Linked DNA regions of Hordeum vulgare: all the other regions are linked to region 2. Evidence: chromatin contacts called from public Hi-C data. All regions are on one chromosome and are shown on one strand. Each heading gives the region's core, a stretch centred on a gene start, on an enhancer-like site or on the middle of the called end of the contact. The rest is flanking DNA. Distances are from core to core; before and after follow the strand shown.

What was found. A called contact is a pair of places that touch in the nucleus more often than the background predicts.
Region 1: a Hi-C map of leaf shows a contact between it and region 2, with 2.4 times the contacts expected there. The contact joins the promoter of LOC123436594 here to the promoter of LOC123436610 in region 2. A contact is called at or near these places in 2 of 6 Hi-C or Micro-C datasets (both in leaf).
Region 3: a contact with region 2 is called in a Hi-C map of seedling, with 3 times the contacts expected there. The contact joins the promoter of LOC123436567 here to the promoter of LOC123436610 in region 2. A contact is called at or near these places in 2 of 6 Hi-C or Micro-C datasets (leaf and seedling).

The regions. Positions count from the first base shown.
Region 1 is chr1H:358,401,936-358,405,943 of MorexV3_pseudomolecules_assembly, forward strand. LOC123436594 (probable xyloglucan endotransglucosylase/hydrolase protein 28) reads left to right here and starts at 2,749. Exons shown (of 3, transcript XM_045115641.1): 1 at 2,749-3,065; 2 at 3,235-3,335. The coding sequence starts at 2,885.
Region 2 is chr1H:358,673,240-358,677,691 of MorexV3_pseudomolecules_assembly, forward strand. LOC123436610 reads left to right here and starts at 2,106. Exons shown (of 3, transcript XM_045115642.1): 1 at 2,106-2,286; 2 at 2,427-2,917; 3 at 3,447-4,222. The coding sequence starts at 2,229. The coding sequence ends at 3,989.
Region 3 is chr1H:358,252,351-358,256,946 of MorexV3_pseudomolecules_assembly, forward strand. LOC123436567 (lysine-specific demethylase JMJ706-like) reads right to left here and starts at 1,718. Exons shown (of 11, transcript XM_045115640.1): 1 at 1,148-1,718. The coding sequence starts at 1,150. It overlaps LOC123436583 (a long non-coding RNA gene), which reads left to right and starts at 1,741. Exons shown (of 2, transcript XR_006627804.1): 1 at 1,741-1,989; 2 at 2,165-3,206.

The DNA of each region.
Region 1 (4,008 bases), core at 1,499-3,998, 270 kb before region 2:
GGTTTCTGCAGCCCGGAGACAGCGAGCTCAACCGTGACCCCCTGCTCATCCAGCAGAACCAGCCGGAGCGCGTCGCGGTGGAGAAGGAGCACGCCGTCGACAAACGTCAGCCGTCGCGCCTCGAGATCGACGGCGAAGGAGACCCGCCATCTCGTGTCGTTAGAGTCGCTCGCGTCACCACTTGTGTCGTCCATGATTAATCTGTTGAACTTCTTGAGTTGAGTGATATTTTGCTCGTTTAGAATGCAGAACCATGATTTTGATTGTTTCGGGTCCTAGGGCTGCTATGGAGCTCGTTACGATTAATTGCATGAACTTCTTGAGTTGAGTACTCCCTCCTTCTTAAATCTTTTGTCTTAGCATTGTTCAAAAACGGATGTATCAAACTATTAAAATATGAATACATTCATATTTAAATAAATCTAAGACAAGAATTTTGGAACGGAGGAAGTAATATATTATTCACCCGCAAAAATAAGGACCGTCTGGATGACGCAAACAGCCAGCATATCTACACATCTACATGCCAGAATGGCCACATATACACAACAGTGAAGCCAAAGTGGATGACGATGATATAAACAGGCGAATGCCCTGCCTTCACCCACTACACATGTGGATCCGTTGCCACGGCCGGTTATATCAAGGGAGGTCGACAAATACACACAGCTTTCGTTCGCTAGGAGGGTCGATCAGCAATCAGGGCGCGTAGCTAGCGTAGGACCGCGGGAGGAGGAGGAAGAAGACGCCAGGTACAGCTGACATTCTTATCGGTCGGTCGACGGACACATATTTTTTGGTCCGGTTTCCTCCGTCTCTTTAACTGGCTCTGCTCGGCAGACAGGCAGGCCGGTACGAAAATGGATATTGTAGGCCGCCCGCAATCCAAGCGAGCTACGCGCCGGAGATGCAAGCACTTTGGTTGGTGGTCTGTTCACGTCCATCCCGTCTGATCATCACGTCTCGCCATCAGCCACTGCTTTTGGTTTAGTTTCCTACGCAACCAATCCACTCCCGGTCTGATGCGTTCCCGTCGCCGTCGCGGGGCACGGCCTGGTGCTCGTGCCATGGCGCCACCATGGATGACTGACTGATGATCCATCGGCACTAAATTAATTGACGGGTAGATATTGTAAGCAGCGAATGCAGATGCCGCCACTGAAGTTTCGAGCGGTGGAGGCTGGTGCGGAGAAGAGCAATGTTGTGGCATTTTAGGATCGTACGTCATGCATGTCACATCCTTGTTTCCAAGTATATAGGGACGTGTCAGACCAGCGCATAAATAACTCAAAGTATATAGTGACGTGTCACTCAGTCTTTTCCTCTCTCACGCCAAAAATGTAAAAAAAAACTCATTCATTCTATGTGATTTATTAGTGTACGAAATTATCTGTCCACGTCATTGTATGAATATTGAGCACGCTAAAAGCTCATCAACAACGAGGTGTGTTCTTAAAGCAACTTCAGTGGAACGATCCATTTCATCCGTCGTCGCCTGTTTGGGTCGGCGCAGACACAAAGTCGACCCAACGCGCCGATCCAAACGGACGCGCATCCGCTTGGCATCCGTCTGACGACCCATTTCCAGTTTAATTTTGAGCCAAATTTGCATCGGCGCGGACACGAGACGGACGCGCGTGCGCCTACTTCTCTCCCCGGGCCCGTCAGTCGGTGGCATCCACCACCATTTCCTTCCAAAACCCTCCCGCCCGCACGCGCTCCCACCCCACACCCGCCATGGACGACGACCTCGACCTCGACGCCGCCGTCGGCCTCGCCTCGTCCGACAAAGACAAGCCTCGTGCCTCCCGGAAGGCCGCCGCGCCGAAGCCGAAGAAGGTGCTGACGCCCGAACATCGGACAAAGGAGTCGGTCAAGAGGAAGGACCGGAGGCACGCGACGGGCGAGAGGATGAAGCCATCACCGCGACACTGTTTTGATGTCCACATAACTCAAGTAGAAGTGAAATGCACGGTTTTGTACCCGCCGGTAGTAATCAATTGTCCCACGATAAATTTAGACAACTGTTACTAATGGCAGGCGTAAACTAATGTCCGTCACTGATAAAAAGATAACAGTGACAGGTGGGATTTTCGTCGGACATTGGTAATTTGTTAGATTATCAGTGGCAATATATTGTGCCATCACTAAGGTTGATCGTAATGGTAGTATCATAGGTGTCAACTAGGCAATTTTGATGAGGTGTCATAGAACTAAATGAAGAAAGAGAGGGTTGAGTATCATATTAAATGGTGTGCTATTATGTGTCATGCATAACAATAAATGATAGATCCTATGATACTAACATATGATACTATGCATTACGGGTGTAGTATCATACACTAGTATTATATGCATGATACTACTATATGATACTCCCCATTACAATCAGCCTAAGGCGAGCCCACTTATAAGCCTTTTCCAAATAGTGATTGGACCATTCATTTGCCGTCAAATGAATCCTCTAGATTAGGCTGTCCGCTTTTACTCACTACGGGATAGATGTCACATGAATTTTGGGGGAAAAGAACGACAGAGATGTACGTATGAGAGTTAGTGCATTTTCGTTTGGTCAAATATAACTATTATTAGACGTAAAAGAATATAACTAGTATTATTTTTCGTTTGGAAAAAGAACGATAGAGATGTAGTAATACTCCGGGCCCACAAGTCGGCGTAGCTTAGCTAGCTAAGCCCCGCTGGCGGCTCCGCCAAAAAGGAACAGAACCCAATCGCATCGTCTCGACAAAGGAAACATAAGATGACATGCATATATATTGGCGCGCGCAGCACACGGAGACAGAAATACATTCATAACACACATAGAGGATAGAGCAGCGGCTGCCTCCCGCGAGCAGGATCGAGCTCCGTCGATCGAGCTGCCATGGCAGCAGCCAGCGCTCTTCTCATGGCTGCTCTCGCGGTCTTCGCCGCGGCCGCCGCCGCGGCGCTGGACACGTCGCCGGTGCCGTTCGACGCCGGGTACGCGCCTCTCTTCGGCGGCGACAACCTCGTCCGGTCGGCGGACGGCCGGAGCGTCACGCTCAAGCTGGACCGATACACCGGTAAGTAATAATTCAATCAATGGAACAGTACGTATTTCCGATAACTGTTTACGCGCCCGATCGCGATCAAAATCAATTTGGTTTTCGACAGTTATTTGATCGCCCGATCGATCGAGAACCCGGAAATCATTCATACGTACTGATGGAGCATGCATGACTGACGGTGCAGGGTCTGGGTTCGTGTCAAAGTCGGCCTACCGCCATGGCTTCTTCGGCGCTTCCATTAAGCTGCCCGGCGACTATACCGCCGGCGTCGTCGTCGCTTTCTACGTACGGGCCCCACCCTAGCCCCCCTTGTTCCAGTTTGATTGATCTCCTGGTTCTGGGTCACTTGATATTTCGACATGACCAAGTCTACTCACTCTGGTCAAGGGTAGATCGATTCACCATGCATGTGCTACGAATTAATCTATGATCCACAACACACTCGGATCATGAACAATTCTCCGCCGCTGGCTTGTCCGCCAACAGTATCCCAGTCGACCGGGTAGAACTGTGTGAAGTGTTGCTCGTTCTTGTCCATCGATATGGCGGAGAAAGTGCAGCTACCACGCGGCAGGAAGGGAGGAGAAATTCCATCTACTTTCCCCTCCGTTTCCATTGGTGCAGTGCACACCGGTCGGCATCATATCGATCGCTTTCGCTTTAAGCACCGCCCTAACACCCGTCTTGCTAGCTAGGTAGGCGTACACGAAACACCCATCCGCCATCAGCCCAAGAAAAAGAAGATATGCGCGACATATACTAAGCTAGTGGTGTAGAAATGGACGTCCATCATCTTGCGTGCGTACGTCGACCAATTGCCCTGCAGCATGGGTAATCTATCGGTCTAAGCTAGCTCGATCCATCTCGGGTGGTTGCATTGCATTGGTGGGATGTGTCGACATCGATATCGATGGCTAGATGGCTAGCTTTTCTGGCCTGAAAATCGTTAGTATTGATT
Region 2 (4,452 bases), core at 856-3,355:
CTTATGATTAACCCCCCCCCCCCCCCCCCCCCGCAAGCATCCGCAACTACGAGAAATGTATTAAGGCTAAATTCTAACCATAACATTAAACATAGGGATCCAAATCAGCCCCTGACGAAATAGCGCATAAACCGGGGTTTAAGTTTCTGTCACTCTCGCAACCCACCATCTAATAACTACTCCACAATGCATTCCCTTATGCCCAAAGATGGTGAAGTGTTATGTAGTCGACGTTTACATAACACCATTAAGGGAATCACAACATTCATATCATCAAAATATCGAACGGATATCACGTTCACACGATTACTTGCAACATGACTTCTCCTGTGGCCTCAAGAACAAAAGTAACTACTTACAAGTGATAAACAACCTCATGATCAGAGAGGTATTAAATAGCATATTGGATCTGAACATATGATCTTCCACCAAATAAACCATAAAGCATCAATTACAAGATGTAATCAACACTACTAGTCACCCCCCCCAGGTACAAATCTGAGGTTCCGGTACAAGATTGAGCACAAGAGATGAACTAAGGTTTTGAGAGGAGATGATGTTGTTAAATATGTTGATGAAGATTGCCCCCCCCCCCAAGATGAGAGGGTTGTTGGTGATGACGATGGCCTCGATTTCCTCCTCCAGGAGGGAAGTTCCCCCGACGGAACCGCTCCGCCGGAGGGCAAAAGTTCTCCTGCCCAAGTTCTGCCTCGAGACGGCGACGCTCCGTCCCGAAAGTCCTCTCCTTATTTTTTAGGTCAAAAGAGAATATATACTAGAAGAAGGTCGCGAGAAGTGGGTTGGGTGGCCCACTACCCACCAGGCCACGCCAGGGGGGCTGGCACGCCCTGGTGTCTATTGGCCACCTGCCAGCCCTCCTCTGGTACTTCTTTCCTCCAATATTTTCTTATTAATTCCATAAAAATCCTCGTGAAGTTTCAAACCATTTGGAGATATGCGGAATAGGTATATCTGTTGTAGCTTTTCCAGGTCCATAATTCCATCTGCCAGCATTCTCCCTCTTGGTGTAAACATTGCATATTATGAGAAAAAAGCATTAAAATTACTCCATAAAGTGGTATAATGCATAAAACACTATAAATAAGAATAGCAAAACATGATGCAAAATGGACGTATCAATGCGCTGCCTTCGGAGCCATGTTCTTCTACCGGCCTACTAGCCGATAGCATTGGCCATGATCTCTTTCTTTTGTCCGGACGAGAGGTTGTCCCAGAGAGCTTTGGAGCTTAGGAAGCCATAATGGGCGTGGTGTCGAGAGGAGATAGGGGCGGAGGAAGCTAGATACTAGTGTTGTCGGGCATGTCGTTTAAATAGCGGGCGAATGCTAGTACAACCGACGAGGTGGTTAATGATGGCGGGCACACAGATGAACGGGTGTCATCGGAGTAAGGTCCTCAGCAACCACACATGATTAATGAAGGAAGGCGCACGACCGGGGTTATTGTTTGAACGCAGACAACATGCATGTGCATCGGGAAGTGATGAGGGCAATGCTATCGGCCGGCGGAATGCTTCAATACCGGCTCTAGCAAGTGGTCATGTCCGTTTTGTGCCGGCATGAATGCGGCCCTAACGCTTTAGAGCGGTGCTGGCCACTTCGAACGGGAAAGGGCGCACACGAAGGAGAGGCGTTTGGGTGGGTAGGGTTGTTAGATGCGCGCGAGAGCGGTCCGCACACTCGTAAAACTTTCTCTCATCCTCTGTTTACTTAAAGGCGTTCGAAATGGCTAAGAAACAGATACATAACTGAATTAGATGACAAAACACGGTCCGGACGTCTAGCCCCCACCTCTGACAGCTTATGTGGAACCATACGTCCAACGTGGCCCACACGTAAGCATAAACAACATCCGAACAAGCACATCCGTCCGTAGATGAAACGTACGAGCTGGGCCTCTAGTAGGTTACAGGCCCACGTAGCGCGCGTGCGACTTCTTCAACGGCAAAACCAACGGCTACTATAGTCGCGTTCTCTCCGGACGCGTGAGACAACGGTCATGTTACCGTTGTACTCTCCTCCAGCCCCGGCTCCGAGCGTTGTTCAAATCCTTTAAAGCCGCCTCCCCTCTCTCTCCTCCCCCATCCCCCGATTGCTGCCGCTGCCGCCATCCTCTCCTCTCCTCTCCTCGCGCTCCTCGGCCTCCGCGACGTACGTGAAGCACGACCCCGTCTCGTCGTCTCCGCGCGCAAGAACCCGCCAGCGACGATGGAGACGCCGCTCTCCTCCAGGAGGATCACCCGCTCGCTCGCCGCCGCATCCGCCCGTGAGTTCCTCCCCCCTCCCCCCTTGATCGACCGCAATTCCCTCGCTCCCTCCCAGATCGCTTCTGGATCCCGTCGCGATGCTTCTACTCGGAAATCCCTGCGCTGACCGCAGTTCTTGGATTCGATTCTCCCCCTGCAGAGAAGAGCGCCGCCGCCGCCGCGGACCTGACCTGCAGCAGATCCAAGAAGGCCGCCGCCAAGGGAGGAGGGGACGCTCCGCGCGCCGCGCTGCACGACATCACCAATGACTCCCCCATCGTCGGCCTCGCCGCGGGCGGCCTCGTTCACGCCGCCGACAGGACGCCACAGGCCTCCACCGCCGGCGCCAAGAACCGCCCCAGGCCACGCTGCACGCCCGGCTCCGGCGAGGCGCTTCTGCGCGGCCAGGTCAAGACGCTGCTGCAGAAGGTGGACGAGGAGGGCGCTGCCGCCGCCGCCGTCATCAGGCCAGTCCGCATCCACGCGCTGCTCGGCGTCACCAGGTCGCCGGCACAGCTCCTCGCGCCCACCCCGTTCAACACGCCGCAGCTCTGGGCCGATTCCGCCGGCCGTGTGGAGTCCGCGCTGCCTGATGGCCGGGCCGTGCTGCCCTGCGTCCTGGAGCAGGAGGAACTGATTCCTAAGCTGCAGGTACCGATCTCCTTAACTCCGTGAACAACTCAAAGATCGATTTTGTCAATTTCTGCTTTGCTTCTTATGTTTAGCTATCTCTGTGCAACAACTCAAAGATCAAACCTTGCATTGTACTGTATTGATCGTCACTTGTTGAGCTGCGCTAATATAGCGCTTCTGTTTCTGTAAAATTAACAATGTGTTTGCATAGCCTGATTCCGTTGTGTTTTACTCGGCTGCGATAACCATTGAAATTTTACAGAAATTTGTTAATTCTTGCTGCGTTAACTAAAGTCAATACAGTGGTTAATTTTACAGAGTAATTCTGAGTAGCATAGTCTGGTAGTACATGGTACCCTTAACGATAGGCAGACCAAAGATGTTTATAGTTTTCCTACAGTACTCCATAAATTTTGATGCAGACTCTTGCTTCGTTAGTCTGCACAATTTGCAGCATCTGGCCTGCTGTGAATGTCGATGCCTCTTTTTTGTGCCGTCAGCTTTATTGTTGCATCTGGGCTGAGTTGCCACTGCTGTTTTTGTGCAGGCCATTGCTGATCCCCCGCCCAACCGTGCACTGGTGTTCGACGACTCCCCAGGGAAATCGGACCAGTCCACCAATGGATCATCCCTGACATTCCACGTGAGCAGCAGCGACAGGTCAGCTGACGACGATAGCTCGTCGGTTTGGTCCATCCAGGTGAATGTCAGCTCGGAGAAGGAGGAGGAGACGGGTGCTGACGCCGTGGGAGAGCTGAAAGAAGAGTACAATACCGAGGAGGAGCTGGAAGAAGGGTACTACACGGAGGAGGAAGACTGGGAAGACGACGATGATGATAGCGAGTGCTTTGATGATCTGTGCGAAGGGATGTGCAAGATGTCGGTGCTCGAGGCGGAGGAGAAGAAGAAGGTTGGGCTGCCGGCGTTCGAGGGCAGGCACACCCGGTTCGTCTACAACAGCGACGACGAGATCGTGGAGACGAAGGAGGTGGAGAACGCGGCGGCGGAGCACGGCGCGCTGCTGAGGGGGCTGCCGGTACCGGAGGGGAAGCATCTCCGGTTCCACGATGACGACGACGAGGAGGAGTAAGCAGCATGGATCGAAGGGGTGTTTACGTTGATGGGATACTGTAGTGTGGTTGTCGCTCCCTGACACCAACCAAGCAACACATTCTTTTGGTTTGGACAGGCTATCTTTTTTTTTTGGCTTTGCTTACTTTATTATGTTCCAGTTCTTCTGAGGACATGGTGGTAAATCTAGGTTATTGCTGGATTAGTTAATGCATCAACTTACTGAATAATTCAATGCGTAGTTCATGCTCATTCTGTGTATTTCATGCTCATTCTGTGTGATATTCAGTTTTTCAGTTCATGCTCATTCTGTCTGTGTATCCAATGGCAATGCGTCAATTCTGTTGGTACTGAAGTCCGGTTTTTTGGGGCATTTGCAACATGACGCTTGTTCATGACGTTCTCAATTTTGGAAAATGGACTGCCTCCATCTGAATGGCACAAACCATATCTGAAAATTGCCAAATCTCCTCTAATAATAA
Region 3 (4,596 bases), core at 468-2,967, 420 kb before region 2:
AGGTGGAACCGAAAGAGCGGCAACTCCCAGCCAAGTCAAGAAAGCAATAGTCATGGAATCAAACACGGCACATTGATATCCCTCCACGCGTATGCTTCCCTGCCACGACCATCCGTCGCAATCAGTCTGCCACTGAATTTATCCATCCAGAGCCGTTCTATATTCGAGGTAGTATCAAAATCCCTACTGTATCTCGTACTACTCGTAGCAATTCGTAGAAACCCTCGCTGCTTTAAGAAGAATAGCTGTCCTTTTAATAAGATGGAATCCATAAATTTCGAATCCACGCCATTAAACTGCAACCACAACGGTTGTTTGACTGATTGGAGAGAGGTTCTACATACTGTAGAAAAATCGGCGGGAAGAAAGGAGGAGGAAAAGGGGCAATTCGTAGACCTGGTCAAAGGGAGAATTACGCACATGCGGCACGGCCATTGGAGTAGAAACTTGTGGAAAAAGGGAGGAAGATGCCGCCATTGCCTTGTTGCCGAACAATGGAATGCAACCCCACACGGCAAGGAATAGGACAGCCTTAACTTGGCTTGGAGTACTACTAGTAGTGGTGATTTAGCACGAGCATCGTAATTAGCCCAAAGGATAGGGGAAAAGGAAGAAAAATAAATAGGGGTAGAAGCGCAGCTGGTGGTGTGTTTGACTTCTCACGCAGCGAATCTATCTACACTATACTAATCTTAACGGGGCGAGATTAATACAGCTCATGCAGTGATGATGATACCTATGAGCAAATCCAAAAAACAAAGAGATGGCATACAAAATTAGTTCCTCCTGGTTTTCCAACATTGACGGCCTCGGAATTCACGGAGAACGCGGAAACAGAGGGCACACGAGTAGCAATTCGACGACGGATGCGGATTCCAGAGTGGTAGTAATTGGGAACAATTCTCCCAATTGGCGTGGTTCGCGGCGGAACCTATGAATTGCTCGGCGAGAGGGGGGCGGAATTTACTACCGGGAAAACCACGCGATAATTCGAATACTAGGCCTAGACGAGAGGAATCGAACAGTAACCGGGCACGAACACGCATTAATTAAAGCAGCGGCGGAAGTGGACGGAGAAAAGGCGCGAAGGAAGAGGGAGCGACGGAAGCGGAAATTGCAGAGGGAGGCGGCAGATCTCGCGACTCACCATGACTCCGGCGGGGCGGGGCGCGGTCGCGGAGGCCCGTCTAGACAATTCCCCGGCGGCGCGGGTCCCGCATTCCCCTCCTGACGAGCGAGCGGGCGAGCGGGCGGCGGTGGGGGATCCCTCCCGGGCCAAGGCGAGGCGCGGCGCGGCCCTCGCTCCTCCCGTCGGTTATTTTCCCGCGCTAGGCAGGCGGGGGCGGGGGAGCTGGCGCAAGCAATTGAGGGCCAGCCAGCAATGGGGGGCCCACGGCGGGGGCTGCCGGCGGGGGAGCGGGTCGCCGGAAGAGGAAGGGAACGGGACGGGACGGAACGGGTCTCTGGCTGTGGGGGAGGGGCGGGGGGAGGTGGGGAGGGTGATATGGGGAAACCGCGGAGAAGGGAGACGAGAGAGCCCCACTTGTACCCGTCGCCCACGCTTTTCTCCCTCCCTCCCTTCCTTTATTTTCGCTTTCCTTTCTTTTTTGCGTCGGGTTGGAGTTGGAGTTGGAGTTGGAGGAGAGGGAGGCGACGAGGTCATGCCATGGGAGCGGCGTTGGCGTTGGGTTGGTTGGTTCCACCGGAACTGACGCTAACGGAACCGCGTCCCTCTCTCTCTCTCTCTCTCCCCGTTCTGCCCCTGGGCCTCCGGCCTCCACTCCTTCTCCTCGCCCATACCCATCCATTGTCTTTATTTTCTTTCTGGTGGGACTTTTCCTTCTCCTCCCGCCTGCGTGACACGGGGGAGGAGGGGAGGTGGGGTTAGTTGCTCACCTCACCTCACCTGCATGTGACATTTACTATCCTACCACCGCCACCTGGGACGGACAGTTGGCCGGAGGGAAAGGTGCTCGCGAAATCACACTGGTAAATTCCGCCTCTCTTTTTTTTCCTTTCCGTCGACTTGTCATCAATCCGCCGTGTCGTCGCCTCATGTCGCGCCCGCCCGTGTCAGACCGCTGTGCAGAGTACTTCCATGCATTTTTTTTTTCACCATTGTAAGCAGTAGTACTGACCTTTTGGTGGTTTTGATTGAAAAAAGTGATTTTAGGGATGATGATAATCGTAGGTGTAGGAGCGGTGGATGGTTTCCACGGTAGGTGGCTGGTCCCGAACCAACCCCCTCCCTGGCCACGGAGAGCCAGCCCAACCCAACCCCCGGGAAAGGACGGGCGCGAGCATATATGATGGGTATCCTATTCCCATAGGGTCTGTGGCTGTGGCTTTGGCTCTGCTGTTGGGCTCACGGCACCACCTGGAACAGTGCAACCACCACACCTCACCACCCACAACCATTACTCCATCCATCCAGAGAGCCAGAGAGGAGAGGGGCAATCCCGTCATCGCACCCCCGCGTCACGTCGTCCTCGCCCGCCGCTCCGTTGCGTTCTGTTGCGTCGTGATTAATGCCACGGAACGGACGCCACTTGGCCGACCCAACCGCCCCGGGCCTCCGGATGCCGAAACGTGTCCCGGGCGGACGGCCGCGATCGACGGGCTTGCGGCTGATGCTTCATGGCCGGTTGCGCGGTTGGGGGTTAGGCGCCATCCGATCCCTCGTGCTGTTCCTCTCCCCTTGTATTTTCTTTAAGAGAAAAAAAAATAAAACTAGTGTTGTTCCTTTCTTTGTTGCTGCGTCAACGGCCAGACCTCCAACCGCCAGCCGGCTCGGTTCGTGGCCTCGTGGGCTCCTCCCCCTCTTTCGGCCGCGTGCCATTTTGTGCCCCGTTTGATCGGCATCGGATGAGAAGACCGTGGAAGCATCTCCGGCACCGGCAGGACAAGTTAACAACCAGAGTAGGCCGTCACCAGATTCTCACCGACCAAAACCAACTTACTAAAAACTGGGACAAAAACAGAATACACCTGCCTGCGATGCTCGGCAAAAAAAATTACTCCCCTCAGCTCCACTCCACTCATGCGGTGGCATCGCAGCATCCTGGGTGTGAAGCTCGTGAGCCGAAAGCGGAAAGGGAAAAAGGCCAAGCAAAGCAAAGCAAAGCTGTGATGGGTGTGGTGTGTGCTGCCCTGGGTGGCTAGGCTCATCCATGTGACGACCTTTTTAGGCTTTTTACTGCTGATGACATGCTGTCGTGGCCTCTACATCCAAATCTAAATCTAAAATTATATCCCCTCCCGTCACTCAGATCGGTAACATCATCAGGGATCAGGCAGTTTAGTCACGAGCTGATACTTCCCGGGTGCGTACGCGTGCCATCCCCTGCGTCCACGTGTCAATTCCTTCTGACTCGATTTGCACCGGTTTATATGTCTTGTGTGGGTGTGATGAACATGCATGATGCATGATGCATGATGAGCCGCTGATGATGACTGTGTATAGATGTTAGTAGTACTTGCCTATTTAGCCGTTTGTCTCACACTGTCTGCAGTACCCGCGACAGAGGATTAATTGGAGCACTGGCTAATGTAATGGTGCAATCATCCGTCTGTTTGTCCTTTTTAGAGTACAACTCGCTGAGAATGTCATGATTTGGTTTAAAATTTGTAAAACTTGGCCCCGCTGTCTATAACTTGTCCTGTGTGTATGTGATGATTTAGTCCTACGTCAATCACACACACTGGCAGCCAGGTGGACGGGCCGGTCGTCGCCTGCAACTTTTGCGTAAAAAAACCTGTCAATTTATCCATTTCACCTACGGTCCCCCAACTATACTTATCCACCTGAATTTGATATGTCGGAGCAAACGTTCGCGTATGGTTGGTTCGTTCCTCGCATGTTGTTGTGTCTTGTCGGGGGCGATGGGTGTGCCGCGACGATCGGCCGCACATGATGTCACCAACCGCAGCATTGTCGTCGGAGTTCTTCCCATTGGAGTCGTTGTGGTCCGCTCATCTCGTCCGGTCGTTCGGTGCCTTCCCACCGGACTACCGTGTGCCATCTTCTCCTCTGCCTCGCTCTGCTTCGCTGTTCGATTCAAGCTTGATTCGAGGTTGTATATCTTGTCTAGTGGTGTTGATTTCGTATGACTATTTCAGGGCTTGTAGATTTTGGGTTTATGTCGACGATTTTGAGCTCGGCTGTGGCATGCTATCTAGGGTTTGGGACAGATGATCCTGTCTATGATGTTGGGGTTTATAAGTTTATTTCGCGAGTGAATCTAGTGTCAAAAGTATGTTTCTTGTTAAAGTTAGTTCATTTGTGCTCCTCGAGATGTAGTTGTCATGTGATTTTCTGAACTTGTGGTCAAATTTCTGAACTTTTATGAACGATGCACTTGTCTGTAGTTAACTGAATTATGTGCACTTGTTTGTAGTTTATTGTTGTAGTAAACTAAAGAATTTTAGTTAACTGAATCATTTGACTTTACTGTATTTAACTCAAGAACTTCAGTTAACTGTAATTATTCAGTTAAATGGTTTTTCTTCATGTTACTTAATTTTTAGTTAGCTGAATTTTGTGCAACCTTGTGTTTTTGTTATGTGAATGTAATTTTTTTATGTATTGTGTGATTC